Regions from separate parts of the Sus scrofa genome. Here all the other regions are linked to region 4. The links are chromatin contacts, called in public HiChIP or PLAC-seq and promoter capture Hi-C maps. All regions are on one chromosome and are shown on one strand. The core of a region is the stretch at or near the end of the contact, and the rest is flanking DNA. Distances in the headings are between cores, read along the strand shown.

What was found. Promoter capture Hi-C pulls out the DNA fragments that hold promoters and counts their contacts. HiChIP or PLAC-seq counts read pairs in DNA pulled down with a chosen protein or histone mark.
Region 1: an H3K27ac HiChIP or PLAC-seq map of alveolar macrophages shows a contact between it and region 4. The contact joins two enhancer-like sites. A contact is called at or near these places in 1 of 47 Hi-C or Micro-C datasets (epiblast stem cells) and 1 of 2 datasets of contacts at active chromatin or transcription factors (alveolar macrophages).
Region 2: a contact with region 4 is called in a promoter capture Hi-C map of fetal liver, with 7 times the contacts expected there. The contact joins the promoter of NEK9 here to the enhancer-like site in region 4. A contact is called at or near these places in 5 of 5 promoter capture datasets (fetal liver, fetal skeletal muscle, liver and 1 more), 38 of 47 Hi-C or Micro-C datasets (adipocytes, adipose tissue, alveolar macrophages and 19 more) and 2 of 2 datasets of contacts at active chromatin or transcription factors (alveolar macrophages and skeletal muscle).
Region 3: a contact with region 4 is called in an H3K27ac HiChIP or PLAC-seq map of alveolar macrophages. The contact joins two enhancer-like sites. A contact is called at or near these places in 2 of 47 Hi-C or Micro-C datasets (embryonic fibroblasts and mesenteric adipose tissue) and 1 of 2 datasets of contacts at active chromatin or transcription factors (alveolar macrophages).
Region 5: an H3K27ac HiChIP or PLAC-seq map of alveolar macrophages shows a contact between it and region 4. The contact joins the promoter of FLVCR2 here to the enhancer-like site in region 4. A contact is called at or near these places in 1 of 5 promoter capture datasets (liver), 4 of 47 Hi-C or Micro-C datasets (brain, fetal skeletal muscle, heart right ventricle and 1 more) and 1 of 2 datasets of contacts at active chromatin or transcription factors (alveolar macrophages).

What each region holds. Positions count from the first base shown.
Region 1 is chr7:98,229,738-98,233,247 of Sscrofa11.1, forward strand. All of the region lies in intron 7 of EIF2B2 (translation initiation factor eIF-2B subunit beta), which reads left to right. It also overlaps a transcript of ACYP1 not described here. Among named protein-coding and RNA genes, the nearest start is that of EIF2B2, 28 kb to the left of the region's middle. Within about 2 kb of position 1,269, at least 2 of the 83 cell types and tissues checked have an H3K27ac peak or open chromatin away from gene starts, as enhancers often do. A contact at or near this core is called in alveolar macrophages, where this site is marked.
Region 2 is chr7:98,320,648-98,324,395 of Sscrofa11.1, forward strand. NEK9 (serine/threonine-protein kinase Nek9) reads right to left here and starts at 1,425. Exons shown (of 22, transcript XM_003356752.4): 1 at 1,052-1,425. The coding sequence starts at 1,270.
Region 3 is chr7:98,611,600-98,615,211 of Sscrofa11.1, forward strand. All of the region lies in intron 3 of JDP2 (jun dimerization protein 2), which reads left to right. Among named protein-coding and RNA genes, the nearest start is that of JDP2, 39 kb to the left of the region's middle. Within about 2 kb of position 2,277, at least 19 of the 83 cell types and tissues checked have an H3K27ac peak or open chromatin away from gene starts, as enhancers often do. A contact at or near this core is called in alveolar macrophages and mesenteric adipose tissue, where this site is marked.
Region 4 is chr7:98,462,333-98,466,064 of Sscrofa11.1, forward strand. No RefSeq gene overlaps it. Among named protein-coding and RNA genes, the nearest start is that of FOS, 15 kb to the left of the region's middle. Within about 2 kb of position 1,884, at least 42 of the 83 cell types and tissues checked have an H3K27ac peak or open chromatin away from gene starts, as enhancers often do. A contact at or near this core is called in adipose tissue, alveolar macrophages, brain and 10 more, where this site is marked.
Region 5 is chr7:98,715,775-98,719,752 of Sscrofa11.1, forward strand. It overlaps FLVCR2 (feline leukemia virus subgroup C cellular receptor family member 2), which reads left to right and starts at 2,545. Exons shown (of 11, transcript NM_001142840.1): 1 at 2,545-3,157; 2 at 3,160-3,421. The coding sequence starts at 2,682.

The DNA.
Region 1 (3,510 bases), core at 19-2,518, 230 kb before region 4:
CTTTATTATATTCTTCTGCACCTTTCCGATTGGAACCGATTTGATTATACTACCTATTCAAAAACAATTACATTTTAAGATAAAAACAAAAATGTTGGGCCTTCTGAGGTACTGGTGGTCTCTACTTGATGAACTGTGAAGAAGGGAGATCCCACGGGCATACTGTCGTAATAAAGTAGCCTGATCCTTAGGGCTGATGATAAATAGATGGCAAATATGCCTCTGCCCACATAAGTAAGGCCCATGTGTTTGAATGAGTAAAGTGAATTACTGTGTACTTTCAGTTATAAAAGAACCTGAGCCAGCAGACTCCAGCTTAATTTTTTCATTAATTTTTTAAACTATAATTAATCTTTTTTCTCAATAGTCACAGTTGGAAAAACTCCTTCAGGTACATTAATTCTGCCGGGGAGTCTCCAAGCTTTCCTAGACCTCAGGAGATTCTTACCAGCAATCAGCTGCTCCAGGCGGATGCGCTCATGGGCGGCGTGCTGGTCCACTAAGACTAGCAGGTTTCCACCTAGAAGACCAGCAAGGAGGACCAGGATTTCAAATTCTCAGCTCAAGATTAAAATAATCATGTTGTGGTGAGGGAGCAAAAGGTTAATTCAAACTATTTAACAACATGAGCTAAGAGAAGCACACAAACTGAAGAGTCACAACTATTTCTTTTGTTTCCTAAAAAGTTGAAACTATAGGAAAAACTACAACAAATGTATCCCCTGATGAAAAACTCATTAGTTCATTAGTATTTCATTTCTTTTTTTCTTTTCTTTTTTTTTTTTTTTGCCATTTCTTGGGCCGCTCCCGCGGCATATGGAGTTTTCCCAGGCTAGGGGTCTAATCAGAGCTGTAGCTGCCAGCCTTCGCCAGACCACAGCAACACAGGATCTGAGCCGCGTCTGCGACCTATACCACAGCTCACGGCAACGCCGGATTGTTAACCCACTGAGCAAGGCCAGGGATCGAACCCACAACCTCATGGTTCCTAGTCGGATTCATTAACCACTGAGCCACGATGGGAACTAGTATTTCATTTCTAAAACAAGGTGAAAACCCCACATTCTTAATGTTTATATCCTGATTTTGCTTTATTAATTCAACTTTGATACCATGAAGGTTCATTAAACCACACATTTTATAATCAGCTGACTTTGATTCACAAGCTACTCTGAAACCCATGAAGACTGTAATTGTATTACACTTTAGATCAGAGGTCAGCACTCTTTTTCTGTCAAAGGCCAGGCAGTAAATGATTTAGGCTGTTGGGACACATGGTTTCTGTCACAACTATTCAATTACTCATTCTTAATCATGGACAGTATGTGAGTGTTGTAGCTGTGTTCCAATGAAACTTTACTTACAGACACCAAAATATTAATTTCATGTAATTTTAATCTCCCAAGAAATATTATCTTCCTTTGCCTTTTGTTCAACTATTTTAAAATGTAGTATACCTGAAACTAAGGTAACATTGTAAATCAACTATATATCAATTTAAAAAAAGAGTAAAAACCATTCTTATCTCCCTGACTGTACAAAAACCAGTGATGGCTACTAGATCTGGCCCTAGGTCATAGTTTGCCATGCTTTAGACTCAAGCTTCCCAAACTCTGATGAGCAGACAGTCACCTAGGGATCTTGATAATTTTTTTTGGCAGCGCCTGCAACATGTGGAATTTTCCAGGCCAGAGATCAAACCTGCACCACAGCAGCAACCCAAGCCATAGCAGTGACAAGGTTGGATCCTTAACCCACTGCCACCAGGAAACTCCTATTGATCTTATTAGATTCAGATTCTGATTCAGTAGATTAGGGATGAGACACAAGATTGTGCAATTCTCACAAACTCCTGGGTGACATTATTTACAGACCATGATTTTGAGTAGCAAGGCTATAAACTCTCAAGTGTGAAAGAGAAGCAGAATGTCCTGACCCCAAAGCCAAACCTATCAGGAAATCTCTTTCTCACTGACAGGATGACTGATTCTCAATTATATTATTACATATTTTTAGCTTATAACTTTAATATTTTTGGCCAAAGAATTGACATTTATTGTTATTGATTATACTGAAATAAAAGTTCTCCTCTTGAATTTGATCAAAATAGATAATGCCTGTTGTTCCTATTTCTACTAAAGATTAAAAAGCTGTTTCTATGACACCATCAAATTCATGGCATGAGAGCTTCAGACTTAAAAATGGATTATAATTTTTCTGACAGCATGTGTAACCACAGAACAGGCCCCAAAATGCTGAATTTTAAACTCCTTTGAGGTTAGGAGGAGTTGCAGCTGGTTGTGATGAATACCGAACATCCTGTATCGGGCAAAACAATGGAATAAATAATAAATTATGAGGGAGTAACCTCAAACTTGAAACTAGAGCCAATGTGAATTACCAAGAGTTAGGAATCCTAAGAAATCAATCCTGCACCTGATTCTAGAGGATTATATAATCCATAACAAAGTTCATGATGTTGTCCATTCCTTGAATGAAGCAGAATATATGAAAGTAATTTACTCATGTCAGGGCTGTATTTTTGATATTTCAAAACAACACATAGAAACTTCATAAGGGCGAGGATTTTTGTTATGTTCCCAGCATGCACCAGGCACATAACAGGTGCTCAAAAAATATTGCTGAATAAATACTTATGCTATCCTAGTTTTAGCTTAACATTCATAGCTTATTCTTTATGCTATCATAACTGAACAGTTATATTTTTTGTAGGTGGAAACATGCCATAAAAAGTGCTATTAGATGGCATTAATTTCACCATAATTTAAATCAGTAATATATTTGTCCATTACAAAAATATGTACAAACATTAAGTCAATTATAGGAATAGATTGCTTTTGGTATTCAAGAGTAACAAAAACATATCTTGACTTAGAAAAGTGCTTTTATCTAAAAATCTCCTTGGTGGCAGCTAACCAACAGAGTGACAATCTAGAATATCGAGAAATTTAAATATGTCCCCTCTATTTCTCTGAACATCTGCAGATCTTGTGGCTATTCTCATCTCAGATGCCATTAGTGAGATTTTGGTATTAAACAATAAAGAATTCCAGGTAAATACAATTTTAGGAACAAATCTATTTGTTTTCTGGAAATAGTAAAACTACCAAAATTTGACCTTCATGAATTATACTTCTGTGATAATTATGATAGAACTTTGCCTTTGATCCATTATGACATTTACAAAATAAACTTACATTGTAAACAGGATAAAAGGGCATATTTTGAAAATCAAAGAAGATGAACGGCTTTCAGATTTCAGAGGCTCTGAAGGTCTACAATGCACATCTACAATGGGGATCCAAGTCCCTCAGTGATGCTCAGGGCTCTCAGCCATCTGGCCTTTTCCAGGCCTGACAGGATCAAGCATCCCTTGTAAATGGTTCAAGAGTCTCCCAGTTTAAAAAATAAAATTAGGAGTTCCCGTGTGGCTCAGTGGTTAATGAATCTGACTAGGAACTGTGAGGTTGCAGGTTCAATCCCTGGCCT
Region 2 (3,748 bases), core at 175-2,674, 140 kb before region 4:
CTTTAACTATAAAATAGGAATATTAATGCTCATCTCTTCTTTCTCATAGTGCATTTGGAAAACCGAATTTTAACAGTAACTCTATATATTAATTTTGCAACCACTTCTCTCCTCCTCCATCTTTTAGCCTTAAAAGTATGCTAGCTTGGAACACAAAACAGCACTGCAGATAATCATCTTCAGCAACCCCATAAGGTTCTGATTGATGCTTAACTATTCCAAGACTACAGTTTTAAGCCTTTAGTGATCAAATCGAGTTTATGGTTAGCTTTTGGAAGGAGAGTCACCACTACAGGGTTTTAATCAGTACACATTCTGAATCTGAGGATCAATAATCCACGAATCTCTTCAATGGATGTGTATATGTGTAATAATGGATTGGTGGGAGGCAATGTTTACATTAGATTCTCAAAGAAGTCCTTATCCCTGGCAAAGTTAAGAACTAATGGCTTAGAATACACCAAAAAAAAAAAAAAAAAAAAAAAAAAATCCCATGCATAAACGCTGCTGGATGAGGAAGAAACCGACACAAGACAATCTTCCCAGCGACATTCGAGAAAAATCTCGAACTCAATGTTCACATCTAAACTCAAAGCTATGGCAAAGATAGCGGGGTTGACATGGATGTGGGAAATTTGAAGCTATCCCCTCCTCTCCACCCCGACCTTGGAGAGCTGTACAGAATGAGAGGGGAAGGAAGTTTTGACGAGATCTAACACTCGTATACCATTTTAATATACAATTTGGAAAGAATCCCCGTTCGATTCTCAAAACAACCTTAAAAAAATAAACATTACTTTTAAGGCAGATAGTTACCACTAACTCCAACTTACAGATGGGGAAACTAAGGCTTAGAGAAGGTTCAATGACTTGCGTTTAAGAAAAAAAAAAAATGACCAGTTAGTAAAACCAGCGATCCAACCAACTCTGAGGGCAAGTGAGGTGGCCGAGTGGTGAGGACCCCGAGACACATAACTGCGGGCGCCCTGACACTAAGTAAGGACGAGGCGCGGGGAGAGCCGGGCCGCGCAGGCGGGACGGGGGCGGCTACCTCGGTGCGGCGGTACAGCGTGGCTTCCCCGAAGGCGCCGCGTCCCAGGACGCGGATGGGGATGTAGTGCAGCTCCTCCTGCTCCGCCGCGCCGCCGCCGGCTCGCGGCCCCGGACCCGCGTTGGGCCCCGGGCCCGCGTCCCCGCCACCCCCCGACTCGCTCCCAAAGTCCGAGTTGAGGGAATCGCAGTGTCGCTCGTACTCGCCCAGCACCGACATGGCGGCGGCGGCGGCGGCGGCGGGACCGGCCTGCGTGTCCCCGGCGGTGCTGGCGGCGCTGCGCCGCTCCCGCTTCAGACACCGACCCGCGGCTTCGCCAGCCCCGCCACCCCGCGAGGCTCCATGGTGGCTCCTTCCCCCCTGACCCGGAAGCAGCTGCGGGTGCTTCCGGCCCGGCGGGGGTTTCCTCCGCCTTCGCCCGCCAGCTCGCTTAGCCTCGGGGCCAAGACTTCTCTCCTTCCCGGTTGTGAGGAAAACGAGGCCTCGGGCGGAGTTGGTAGCACTTCGTGGGGGCTGCATGGAGCCAAAGGGCTCTGGCAGGGGCAGGGACATCACCGACCGGTCTAAAGACCCCTCGGCTGAGCCCTGGCCAGGTCCCCAGACAGTTTTGAGGTGCAAAGGTTGTTCAGTCTCATCTTGGCCACAGACCTATTTCAACGGCAGTGGCTGGGGAAGCAGTCTCTTTCAACGTCAGATAGCGCCCTTTGTTTAGAAAGAGGTTATAGTAAAGACACACGAAGAGTAAAGATAAGCAGAAATACTTGCCCCCCCACCCCCACCCCACCCTGTCATCTCAGTCAGTGCACCGGTTACTTCTTCCAGAACTACCCTGGGTCCTTCCCTTTTCCACACAATTCTAGGTGTTTTAAGTCAACTATCATGACAATCTCCCCCTCTTTTTCAGATTTCACATTCTTCCATGTCTTTAAAAATCTTTGCCCATCTAGTCCCGCGATTCTTCGAACACCAGGTGCAAGATACTGCATTTGGAGGTGGGGATCTGCAAAGAGATGCTTCCTGCTCTCAAGTCACTAAGAAAATTGTGATAGAGTGGAAACATGTTCCATCCGTTTTGTGACCGTGGGCAAGTTACATCTCCAAGGTTGTCTTTCAGTCGTAAAGTTGTGGGACTATGAGGTTGTCTTTCAATTGTAAGGTTGTGGCAATATGACCTACAGAGGTAACAGCTAACATTTATTATGTTCCTGGCACTATGCTAAAGGTTTTTGTTGTTGTTGTTGTTGTTTTTGTTTTTGCCATTTCTTGGGCTGCTCCCGTGGCATATGGAGGTTCCCAGGCTTGGGGTTCAATCTGAGCTGCAGCCGCTGGCCTACGTCAGAGCCACAGCAACGCGGGATCCGAACCGAGTCTGTAACCTACACCACAGCTCACGGCAAAGCCGGATCCTTGACCCACTGAGCAAGGCCAGGGATCGAACCCAAAACCTCATGGTTCCTAGTCTGATTCGTTAACCACTGAGCCACGACGGGAACTCTGCTAAAGGTTTTCTTTTCATGTATCATCCCATTTAATCCTCGTAGCATACAGAAGGAACTGAGAGGGGTTAAGTAACCTGCTGTGTTACACAGCTAGTGAGGGAGCCAAAGCCAGCAACATGGCAGTGGAAAATTGGAGATTTTTAAGCAGGGGAGTGTATTATTTTTGTGACTATATGTCCCGGTTTGCTGGGGCAAGTCACAATTTGTACCTTTTCCTCTAGCATAATAGTCTCCTTTTGCTCACGTGCCCAGCTCAGACAATAAACAATATGGTTACTTTATATAATACCAAAGCTATATTTTACCAAGAACTCTGATGGCAAAATGAAAGACAAAGACTGGAGGCCAGAAGACAGGCACTGAGGTACTATCAGTGTGAATGGAGATGGGGCCCAATTTAAGAAATCCGAACTGAGGGAGTTCCTGCTGTGGCAAGCAATTAAAGGATCTGGCATTGTCTCTGAGGTGGATCCTGTCGCTGCGGAGATGTGGGTTCAATCCCCAGCATCCCCTGGTGCAGTGGGTTAAGGATCTGGCATTGCTGCAGCTGTGGCAAAGATTAAAGCTGCAGCTCAGATTTGATTCCTGGCCTGGAAACTTTCATATGCTGCAGTTGTGGCCAAAAAAGGAAAAAAAGATGAAGAAAGCCATCTGAAGAACATTTAGAACCCTACGATCAGCTAGGTATAGTTGGTGAGGCAAATCTGTGTCCAGGAGACTCACATCTAGCTTTTAAGTGGGTGGATAGTGCCAGCAGGTATAGGAGGAAGAGAATTGGTGGAATGGGGTAAAGGGTGTCACATTCCTCTGACCTCTCCAAAAAAAAAATTTTTTTTAAGAGTTCACCAACATTCCTTTTTAAAATACGATATCCGGCACTCTGCATAACATTCCACATGGGGTCTGAATAGGAGAGTACAAGGGACTTCTGTCTTCCTTGATCTGGATTCATTTTTTCTCTTAGTGTACCAGACGTCATTATGGTCTGCTTTTATACTTACTTATATTTAACCAAACTTCTCTTTTTCACACCCAATCTGATCCAAAATAACACAGTTTTCCCACCAGATTACATTACTCCTTATTTCCTTCACAATACTTATCTATAAAATTGATGTCTTGTTTATATTTACTTTATTATCTCCATTCATTAGAATAAAGCTCCATGAGAAACTGGATTTTGCCCTCTTGTTCACAA
Region 3 (3,612 bases), core at 1,027-3,526, 150 kb after region 4:
CGGTCCTGAATTAATTAGGAAAATAGGTCAGATAATTGCTGTTCTAAAACCACAAACCACTTCTTACAATTACTTTTTTTTTTTTTTTTTAAAGATTCCCCTCCCTGCCCAGGAGTTCCCGTTGTGGCACATCAGAAACAAATCAGATTAGTATCCATGAGGATTCGGGTTTGATCCCTGGCCTCGCTCAGTGGGTCGTTGATTCAGCATTGCTGTGAGCTGTGGTGTAGGTCACAGAAGCGTCTCAGATCTTGAGTTGCTGTGGCTGTGTCTGTGGCCAGCAGCTGTAACTCCGATTTTGACCCCTAGCCTGGGAACTTCCATATGCTGCAGGTGCGGCCCTAAAAAAAGCAAAGAAAAAAAAGGGGAGTTCCTGCTGTGGCTCAGTGGATTAAGAATCTGACTAGTATCCATGAGAAATCGAGTTCAGTCCCTGGCCTTGCTCAGTGGCTAGGGATCCAGTGTTGCCGTGAGATGTGGTGCGGACGCGGCTTGGATCCCGAGTTGCTGTGGCTGTGTTGTAGGTCTGGGAACTTCCATATACTGTGGGTGCAGCCCTAAAAAACAAAAAACAAACAAACAAACAAAAAAGATTCTGCTGCACTCAACTTATACCTACACAGTAAATAGCTATGTAGCACCAACCAATAAAACAAAAGAAAAGAAACCAAAAAAGCAGTTGGTTACAGCCTTACAGCCAGACTGTCAGAGTTCAGGACATTCCATGAGGAACTCAAACATTTTTTTCTTTTTACCACTGCACCTGCTGCTTTGCATCTGTGAACTATGCTGCAACTTGTGGCAATGCCAGCTCCTTAACCCACTGAGCAAGGCCAAGAATTGAACCTGCCACCTCATGGGCACTATGTCAGGTTCTTAGCCCACTGAGTCACAACAGGATCACCTGTATGTGTTCATCTGGCATGCTGTTTTTCAGATAAATGCTTGGGAAGCAGGTGACCCCACACCCACTTGGTCTTTTTGTGTGATACAGATATTCACGTGGGAGGTGGTTTTGACCTGCAGTCTTTTCAAGGACGAGGATCTGTGTGCAGGGCAGCTGGATGCTGCCTGGCCGACCCTGCCCCTTGCATTTCCTGCTCTGACTTCCACTCACTGTCCAACCCAACTCGTCCCTCGCGCTCCCCCGAGAACGGCCCCCACCTCTCCCTTGCTCGGACCCTCCCCAAGGCTCAGGACAGCTCTCTTCTCCACCTCCCATATTTCAAATTCGGGCAGTTTCAAGACTTGCCAAGTTTTCTCCTCCTCTCTCCTCCTCTTCATCCTTCTTCTCTTGCTCATAGCTTAAAGAAAAATGTCCGTAAGCCTCCCCAAGCCTTCCATTTACGAAGTGCTTTTCCCACGTGAAGTCATTTAATCCCCACCATCATCATCTTTTTACAGAGGAGATAATAGGCTCAGAGAAGTGAAGAAACTTGCTCTAGACTCTATTTCTAACCCCCACCAGCTCTTCCGGGTCTAGCTCCCAACCCGCCTTCCCAGATGTGTGCCCTACAGTGTCCTGAAGTGACCTATGGTTCCCGTGGAGGACTTTTATCTCCTAAACACATCTCAAGTTTCCCATGTCTATGTCCTCTTGAGATGCCCCCCACACCCACTTTCTCTCCTTAACCAGAATCAACACACTTTTCAAAAGCAAGGTCAGCCCCGGCCATGTCACCTACTCTTTCAAGGTCTTTTGGACCCTGGATGGCTGATGGGCACCTGATAAGCTCTGCCCTGCTGTATGGACCCTTCTTCGCCTTAGAGTGGAAGCTGCACGAGACCTGTGTTGGTTCATGGGCCTTTGGACCCTCTAAAGCATTCCCTGTACATAGCAGGTCCTCTGCAAACACTCCTGGGGGAGGGGGGTATTGAACTGAGACTCCCGGAGGCAGAGGCTCAGAGGACTTGAACTTGGAGCTGAAACCTTGGCTGGGGAGAACTGGGTGGTCAGAAATGTTCCCAAGGTCACCAGCTTGTAGACCCAGTGAGCAGGCAGCTAAGATTAGCACCAACCTGCCCAGACTGATGGGTCACAGACTCGTGGTTTCACACGGGGTCTCTCCTGACCCTCAGAGACGCACTTCTCCCGGAATTTCAAGAGCAGTGGCCCAGGCCAGCCTCCCTGGCTTGCCCTGTTCTGCTGAACCCTGAGCTGCCATGGCTGGCTTTTAATATTTTCCCCCTGAGCACTTTTTCCTTTTCTGAGGCTGTTCTCCCTCCGTGTCTGGTCACGAGGACTGCACATCTCAGCAATTCCGAGTTCCCCAGGCACTCCCACAGAGATGAGCACAAGGAAGAAGTCAGTCAGACAGCAGCCCTGGAGCCTGCCTGAGCCTCCCCCCGCCCCAGGGCCCCGAGACCCGAGGGAGGCCGCCAGGCCGAGTGGTAACTCACAGTCCATTGCAAGCACAGCCCGTTCTTTATCTGACGCAGGTGGCCCAGCCCTGGCCCCTAGACAGTTCTTGCCACGCAGTCCTGAGCATGAAAGAATGTTTAGAACTTCCCTGAACCCTACCCGCTGGATGCCAGGGGCACCCACTTTCCAGTCGTGACAGCCAGATGTCGCCAGACATTGTCGAATGTCTCCCGGGAGGCAAAATTGCTTCTGGTTCAGAAACACTGGTCTCAACTGTGCTGGCCCTTGAGTAAATTCCAACCCTCAAACCGGTTCTAAGGTTTTAGGTAGAGCCCAAGAAAATCACTCAGCGGCTTCTGTATTTTACTGTGTTGACTCCCTGAGCCTTGAATTGGTAGGCCCCCCCCATTCCATGTCATGCACCTGTAAATCCCCCAAATCAAGTCACATTCCTTCCTTTCCCTGGAGCTTCCCCAACCGAGCTGGAAGGTCTCTGGAAATCTCACCTGAGGCCTATTTAAAACTTCACCGATGTTCCCTCTCACCCTCCCTCACTTAGAGCTCTGTCATGCTCTCAAAAAAAAAAAAAAAAAAAAAAATCGGGACAAAAAAACCCCCCAGAAAACCCCTTTTGGATCCAGAAGGATAACTATTGATTGCCTCCCAAAGGGCAAACCTTCTAGATAACAGCCGATAAGGAAGAAGCTGTTCAAATAATTGCAGACTAGGAACCAGGAAGCACGTGTCTCAGGAGGAATTATATGACTGTACTGGACTCACGGATTCCACATTCCAGAATGTCCTTATTGTACATTTATCAACATAAAGCACTTTGCCATTGCACCGTCATCGTGGGCCAACTCTAACCCCTCTGTGGACCCTCTGTGCACCTGTTCTGGATCCACTTGGCCTCCATTCTTCTCCTACCCTTTGTTTCTTGTGCAAAGGCCCTGAGGCAGGGCAGTGTCTGGGATATTTGAGCAGCAGCAAGGAAGCCACTGTGACTGGAGTGGATTGAGTGGAGGAAGAGAGGTGAGATATGAGCCAGACTGGCCCCAGGGTATAACCTGGGTTCAGCGCACTAGCAGGACAGGCCAACCTCACAGGAGTGATGGGCAAGGCCTAAAGAAAGCCAGTTACCCCCAGGGGCATGGGGGGGCGGGGAAGGGGGAGAGGGGAATGGGGCTACTAGCAGATTCTGTGCTTCCTCCAGTGGGAACCTAGCAGGCAGAAACCAGGCAGATGCCGGC
Region 4 (3,732 bases), core at 634-3,133:
TCAGCGCCTCGCGTCATCTGCCCCGCAGCGCGGCCCCCGCCCGGCGCCGTGACGTCTGTCCGTCGCTTCCGCTCTGCCCATATTTGGCGCAACAGCCGCGTCGCGGGTAGGGAGGAGTCTGAGAGCCGGACTCCGGCCTCGCCCCGCCCCTGTCCCCGGCCACGCCCCCGTGGGGGGGCTTCGGCCCCTGTGTTCCACGCCACCCGCTACCTTTTCCTGGGACCTGAACGGAGGCGAGGGGCGGTGGCGATGGGGACCCCGAGGGAGGGCGTGGATGACTGATAGATGAGCGCAGGGGTCCCAAACATATCTTGTCTTGTTAAGGCTGCAGCCAAGATTTGGGCTGTCTCGTCTGCTTTGGGTGGGTGAGCTGGGATCACGATTTTCTCACTCTGTGCCCGGAAATCATGGAAACAGCCATCCCTCGCCTCACTCCATATTACATTTTATAGGCTTGATTTTAAAATTCTCCCATGGCCCAGTGGAAAGCTTTGAAGACTGAGGTTTTGGGATGACTGCTGTGCCTTGGGGGATAAGTGACCTTGGGAAGGTCACTTCCAGGTACCTAGCCTGGTAAAATGAACTGTGGGGGTGGGGCCCAGTGTCATCAAGCTTGAAAGGGGAGATCATCCGTCACTTTTTAATTGATGGGGGGCATGACATAGTGAAATATCAGTGAGGTTCTTTGAAGACCCTTACACTTCGGACCCCTCAATTCGGAACCCCATAGTAATTGGATTTATGAGTCTCTCTGTGCCTTGCTCATACTAGGCACTTGATTAACTGTAGTTAGCTGGTAATTGAATGAATCAGGCAAATTACCTTCGGATTTCACCTTCATAAATCCAGACCCCCGCAATTCCTCTTACAGGCGGAAGAAGGAATATTGCCGCGATGATTAATAATCGCGCAGCAGGGTTGCTGATGTATAGCGATTTGCAGATGTAAAGGGCAATAAACATTCCTGGGAGGAATGTAGTGAGATTCCAGAAGTCTCGGAGGGAGCCGTGGGTGTGTGCCGTCTGGCCTTGAGGGCGGGGGTGGGGCGGGCAGTGCCGCAGTGGCCACTGCTGGGGGAGCCGACTGCGGGTGTGGGATTAACTCTTCAAGATGCTTGGTTGCAAATCCCACGCCCCCCCCCCCAGCTCCGCCCCCGCTCTAACCCCTGCCCATTCCTCAGTTCTTCTGGCCCAAGGAGTGTGCGCTTTTCATAATTTCAGAGCTAGAACGCACATCAGATAATATTCCTTTAATTCAGCCTTTGAATTTTACAAATGGGGGAACTGAGACAGAGAAATTGGTTCAGCCCTACAAACTTGCACAGCTAGTTAGAGAGATAAATGTCAAGATTTCGGGCATTTCAAACTAGTGTTTCTTCCACCTCACCTCTAACCCCCTCTGTTCTTGTGGCTTCAGGACCCTGTTGCCTGGCTCAGATAGTGGAATGTACAGTAAGGCTAAATACTGACTTCAGGACTCCTAAAGGGTGCCAGTAGCAGCCTACTGCCCCATATAGCCCTCAGCATAACCCTAGGGCCTGGGGGTGATGGTCAGGAGGTGTGTAGTCCCCCCAAACCACACGCATTCCCCCTCCCAGTGGCTGGAATGGCTCCCCTCGTCCAGAGAACCTGAGTTGGCTGTCCTGCAACCAGTCTTAGACAAGCACTTGGTCATTTTTCAAAGTTACGAAAGCCTCCCATTAAGTTTTTCTCAGTCAAGACGATAGCAGAAGGCATCTGTAGCCTGATGGAAACCCCTTTTCTGCTCCTTGGAAGCTCAGACCGAGAAGACTGATGCCCACGGATCGGCCCGGGCCATCCCAGCCACCCGGTAGATTTGAAGAGTCTGGGACCCTTCGCCTTTCTCGCTTGATTGCACTTGGGGCTCTAGCAGCAGAAGTGGCAGCTCTGCCCCCTGGTGGACATTCTCCAATTCCAGTAACGGCAGCAGGGCTGGGGGAAAAGATTTTCTTTGTTTACCCTGATGGAAATAGCAAAACTTGGCAGAAAAACCTCAGTCCCAGATTTTCCTCTCTTTAGTTTATTTCTGAGCATCTGGTTTATTTGGACAGAGAACACGCTTCTCTTGTTTCTCTTGCCTGGACTGCTTTTTTTCCCTTCCTGCTAGCCAAAGCTTGCCCCTTCTTTCAAACGCTATTTCAAATTCCGCTTCCTTTGTTAACAACTTTTCTGACTCCTCTCCTCTGTATCTTATGAAATACTGCCGTGCACAGACATGCTGTCTTTACTGTTGTTTCCTTGAGAGTGGAGGCCAGGTTCTGGGTGTCATAGACCTCCATCATGCCCACCGTGTGTCTGGGGACAAGACGTGCTCTCAACCCTGTGATGGTGAATGAAGTAATTGATTGATTTCCATAGACGCAACGCCAAGCCTTTGCTTCGATAAACCTTCTTCTCAGTTCTTTGGGGAAATCTAGGTAGTGATCTAGACGGCCTTGCACAAGATGCAGTTTCACAAAGTAATTTCACAAGAGAACCACCCCCAGAGAGGGATGGGGAAGTGTGAAATGGACTGCCAGATGAGGAGGGTGGAGACACAGGAAGGTCAAAGGACAGAGAATTGGGGGGCGCATGGGGGGGGCGGGGGGCCCTGTTCTTGGGATCTGCTTCTGGCAGCAGAGCCTCTAGAGTCAGGTCTAGGCAGATGCATCACTTGCTGTGTGGCCTCAGGCAAGTTTACTCTCTCCTCTGTGCTTCAATTTTCTCCTCTGAAAAAAGAACCACCCATCTCTTAGCGATATGGGGAGGGTAAATGGAGATGATATTTGCAAAGTGCAAAATAGTGCCTGGCACAAAAGGAAGGGCCATCGAACAGTTTATCAATCTATTTTCCATTTTAGCTGTCTTGTAAATGGAATGAGGGAAGATGATATGATCTCTCTCTCTCTCTTTTTTTGGCCTTTTTTAGGGCTGTACTAGTGGCATATGGAGGTTCCCAGGCTAGGGGTCGAATCGGAGCCAGCCTATGCCACAGCCACAGCAAGGTGAGATCCGAGTTGCATCTTTGACCTACACCATAGCTCATGGCAATGGCAGATCCTTTAACCCACTGAGCGAGGCCAGGGATTGAACCTGTGTCCTCATGGATGCTAGTCGGATTCGTTTCCACTGTGTCACCATGGGAACTCTCAGATGTGATCTTTGTTCCCTTGGGCACTGACCTTCCTGAGCAGTGTGTGATCGCTGTGGTCACGCAGGTCTGGGTGGAGTCCTGTCTCTGTTACTAATTGTTTTTTTTTTTTTTTTTTTTTTTCTGTCTTTTTGCCTTTTCTAGGGCTGCTCCTGCAGCATACGGAAGTTCCCAGGCTAGGGGTCTAATCAGAGCTGTAGCCACCAGCCTACGCCACAGCATCGCGGGATCCGAGCTGTGTCTGTGACCTATACCACAGCTCATGGCAACGCCGGATCTTTAACCCACTGAGCAAGGCCAGGGATCGAACCCGCAATCTCATGGTTCCTAGTTGGATTCATTAACCACTGTGCCATGACGGGAACTCCTGTTACTAATCGTTTGACTTTGGGCAGAGCACTCTACTTCTTGGAGCCTCAGTTTTCTCATCTGTGAAGTGGGGACAATTGTGTCTACCCCCAAAACTGTTGTGTGCATTCCATGCTTATAAAATGCTGGGCATATCAGGAGTTTAGTAAACAGAAGCTCTATTCTTGCCTATGAGAGGAGCCAGGTATAAAGGAGAAGAGAGTCTCCAAAATC
Region 5 (3,978 bases), core at 1,295-3,794, 250 kb after region 4:
TGGGGTGTGGCAGACGCATGCATAGGTCAGGGGTCCCCAATGTGTCTCGATGTGCAACTCAGACTGAGAACAACAGCCCCAGAAATGTTCATTCTTTTTGTTTGTTTGTTTTCTTTTTTGGGCTGCACCTGCGACATATGGAAATTCCCAGGCTAAGGATCAAATTGGAGCTACAGCTGCTGGCCTAGACCATACCACAGTGATGCCGGAAAGATGATGCCAGAATCCAGGTTCTTGTTCACGGCAGTTGAAGAATGAACTCCAAGAACACATAGGCAGCAGGCAAGCAAAGTCTTTATTAAAGGAAAGCAAATAGCTCCCAGGGTTTCTGGGAGGGGGGAGAAGAGCCCCCTTTCTCTATTGTCCTATGGGATTTTTATTCCTTAAAGTTGGGAGGGTACCAACGTGGGGTCCAGAGAGATGTGGTCTTCTCCCATTGGCCTTGCTCAGTTACCTATATCAGTCCTTGTCCAATAGGGTCCTAGGAGTGGAAATGTCCCATTAAGCCTCATAGTTTCTTTGCCCTGTCTTCCTGTAAACTGAGTCACAGGGGATTAGAGATTAATATCCGTACACTCCCCTATAGTAAACAAGGCCTGTGAGGATGTTACTCCCTGGAGCCCTTAAGCCACAAATGTTAATCAATGGCCATATCAAAGGAGGCATCCAAGCCCATGCTCCTACACTGACTACCTGAGTTAATATTCTGCCTCAACAGCAACGCAGGATCTGAGCGGAGTCTATGACAGCTCACGGCAAAGCCGGATTCTTAATCCACTGAGCAAGGCCAGGGACTGAACCCGCATCCTCATGGATACTAGTTGAATTCTGCTGTGCCACAACAGGAACTCCCAGAACTTTCAATTCTTCATTTTTGGTCACAGGGTGGAAAAAAAAGACAGGAAAGCTGTGGCACCCAGTGGCTCTTTAATGTGCAAACAAAGGAATCTCCTGGAGGCCTTTTAAAATGCAGCCTCCAATTCCATAGGTTCAGGGAGGGCCTGGGCTTCTGCCTCTGTAACAAGCCCCAGAGGATGCTTGCCCTGCAGTCCCCAGACTGTGCTTGACTAGCTAGACTGTAACTTGAAAAAACAGACTTGCATGAGAATTATGCCTCTTTAGGTCAGCTGCGACCTTAAGTAAAAACTTATCTCACCTCTATGAGAGTCAGTTTTCCCATCTAAAAAGTTTGGGCAGGCAAAAGCACTTACATTACCGAATTCTTGTGAGTAATACAGTAAACATGTTTAGCACAATACAAATATTCACTTTTTAATTGTCAGGATATCTGACACCCCTGGAATGCTTACTATCTGCCAGGAATTTTCCAAGTGCTTTCAAGTCTTAACTCATTCAAGCCTGAAAACAACACTGTGAGGTCGGTACTATTATTTCATCCTCCCATTTTATAGATTTTCCAAGAAACTGAGGCACAGGGAGGTGGAGTATCTTATTTTACAGAATACACCTAGGAGTAGCTAATCGCGTGTTTGAACCCACAGAGGATCTGGGCTCTGATCCCTCCCCAGTCTGAAATAAAAAGAGGGCAAGCCTGACGTGCAGCCCCTGATAAGAGATTACTCTTCGCAGCGGGCTGTGGACCAGCAGGTGGCAGCCTAGGGCTACGTGGGTGCAGAGACCACAACCTAAGCCCGGAACCCGTGCTGTGCCAGGCATTTCACCGCACCACTGCCATGGTCTTCAAGGTCTCCGGCTCCCCAGCCCTTCTACCCACAGGTCTTCGCCCAGGAGGTCGCCCAGGGATCCTCCAGAAATGAAGAGCCTGCGGAACAGGTTCAAATCTGAGTTCCCCAATATAAGACCCGGTCCGCAGGGAAAGCTAGCAGCAAAGCGAGTTTCCGCAACTTGCCTTTACCCGGGAGCGCAACTAGCCCGGGAAATCCACACATCGCTCTTTATACCCAAAGTCTAGCAAGGGCTGGGGAGCCCAGCCAAGTCGGAAAAAGTTGGGAATCCCTCTTGGATCCCATAGAGCAGATTGAGGGCTCTGGGCATCCGTGTGCGCAGGGAGGAGACTCTATATTTGCAGGATTACCTCGGAAGGGCGATGGGCATTTTCTTGCGGAGCGGCCTGGGAGGGGACAAATGAATTTGAGGGACAGTGCACGGGTGGGGGTTAACCGGGCGGTTTCCATGGTGCCCGGGGCGTGGGGGAGGAATGCACCCGCAAGCGGTGGCGAAACAACTATACCGCCCGGCCAGCTGCCGCAGAAGGCGGGAGGCTTTGCGGGTGGGGTGGGGGGTGGGTAGGGGGGTGGGGGAAGCCCGGCGGGACGGGGGCGGGGCGGTCACGTGCGCCGGAGGGGGCGAGGCCCCGAGCCGGCCCGGGAGCGAACCGAGTCCGGCGAAGAGGCTGCGCCTGAAGAACTGTTTCCTGGACGGAGAGGTTGAACCTCCGCAGGACGCCTGGGGAGGACTCAAGACACCGGCGGCCAGGACCGCAGTCAGTGACAGACGACGCCGAGGAAACGTGGGAGCAGAGCTTGGGGGTGAGCGAAGGCGCCCCTCTGACGGCTTTTACACAGGCTCGGAACTCCGTTTATTCTGGGGCGGGCTGGGGCAAGTGCCACGTCAGCTCTAGGTGACCGGACGAGGCCACTGTCTCTTAAGTTGTCTAGAGTCCTCAGCACTTGTCTAGGACGCCAGGAGAGGCTGTGGTCATGGTGAATGAAGATCCTAGCCACGAAGGGCTCGATGGCGCGCCGTCGCAGACTTCTGCACTCCAGGAGAACCCCAACCTCGCTGCCCAACCCAGCGTCTCCGGCCACCCCAGCATCTCCGCCCACCCCAGCTTCTCAGCCCATGCTAGCACCTCCGCGCATCCCAGCGTCTCGATCCATCCCAGTGTCTCTGTGTACCCCAGTAGTTCAGCCCACCCCAGTACCTTGGCTCAACCCAGTGGCTTGGTCCAACCCAGTAGCTCGGGCCAACCCAGTAGCTCCGGCCCTGAGGACCTTAGCGTGATCAAGGTGAGCAAGCGCCGGTGGGCAGTGGTCCTGCTGTTTAGCTGCTACTCCATGTGCAACGCCTTCCAGTGGATCCAGTATGGCTCCATCAACAACATCTTCATGAACTTCTACGGGGTCAGTGCCTTTGCCATCGACTGGCTCTCCATGTGCTACATGCTGACATACATCCTCTGCTGCTGCCTGTGGCCTGGCTCCTGGAGAAATTCGGGCTGCGCACCATAGCCCTCACCGGCTCTGCTCTCAACTGCCTGGGGGCCTGGGTGAAGCTGGGCAGCCTCAAGCCCCATCTCTTCCCGGTCACCGTGCTGGGCCAGGTCATCTGCTCCGTAGCCCAGGTCTTCATCCTGGGCATGCCCTCCCGCATCGCCTCCGTGTGGTTCGGGGCTAATGAGGTGTCCACGGCCTGCTCCATCGCTGTCTTTGGCAACCAGGTGGGCAGGGGGCTTTGTGGTTGACCGGGGGGATGGGCGTCCCTGTGGGACTGGCCGTGTTGGTGGTAGCGAACTGCCCGCCTGAGTGGAGACTGTGGTTTTCAGATGTCAATGGTGTTTGTGACCCTGGGCGACTGTAGCTGGGTGTGACAGTGTGAGTGAGTGATTGTGACTGGGTGACTGTGTCAGAGTGGTGGGGAAGCAAAAGGAGGGGCCTTTTCTGTCACCTGCATGTTCTCCTTCCCCAGCAGCCAGTGTGCTTTGGGAACACACACTGGTTTGTGGTCTCCTTCCTCAACCTCCTTCACCAGCCCGGACCTGTGCCTTCAGGAGAGCTCTTCTTTCAGGGAGCAGTCCCGGGGTGTCAGACTATTCTGTGTCATCAGAAGTTGGCAGGTGGCTTTCGCCAGGTTTCCTGAAGCATAGGATCTCCTGCTTGCATGGAAAGGCAGAGCGGGCCCTGGTTGACCTTTGACGCCGCTCTCACCTTTTATACACACCTGAAGCCAGGATGGTGGGGGCAGTGCTTTGTGCCAACTCCTTCCCTGGGGGTTAGA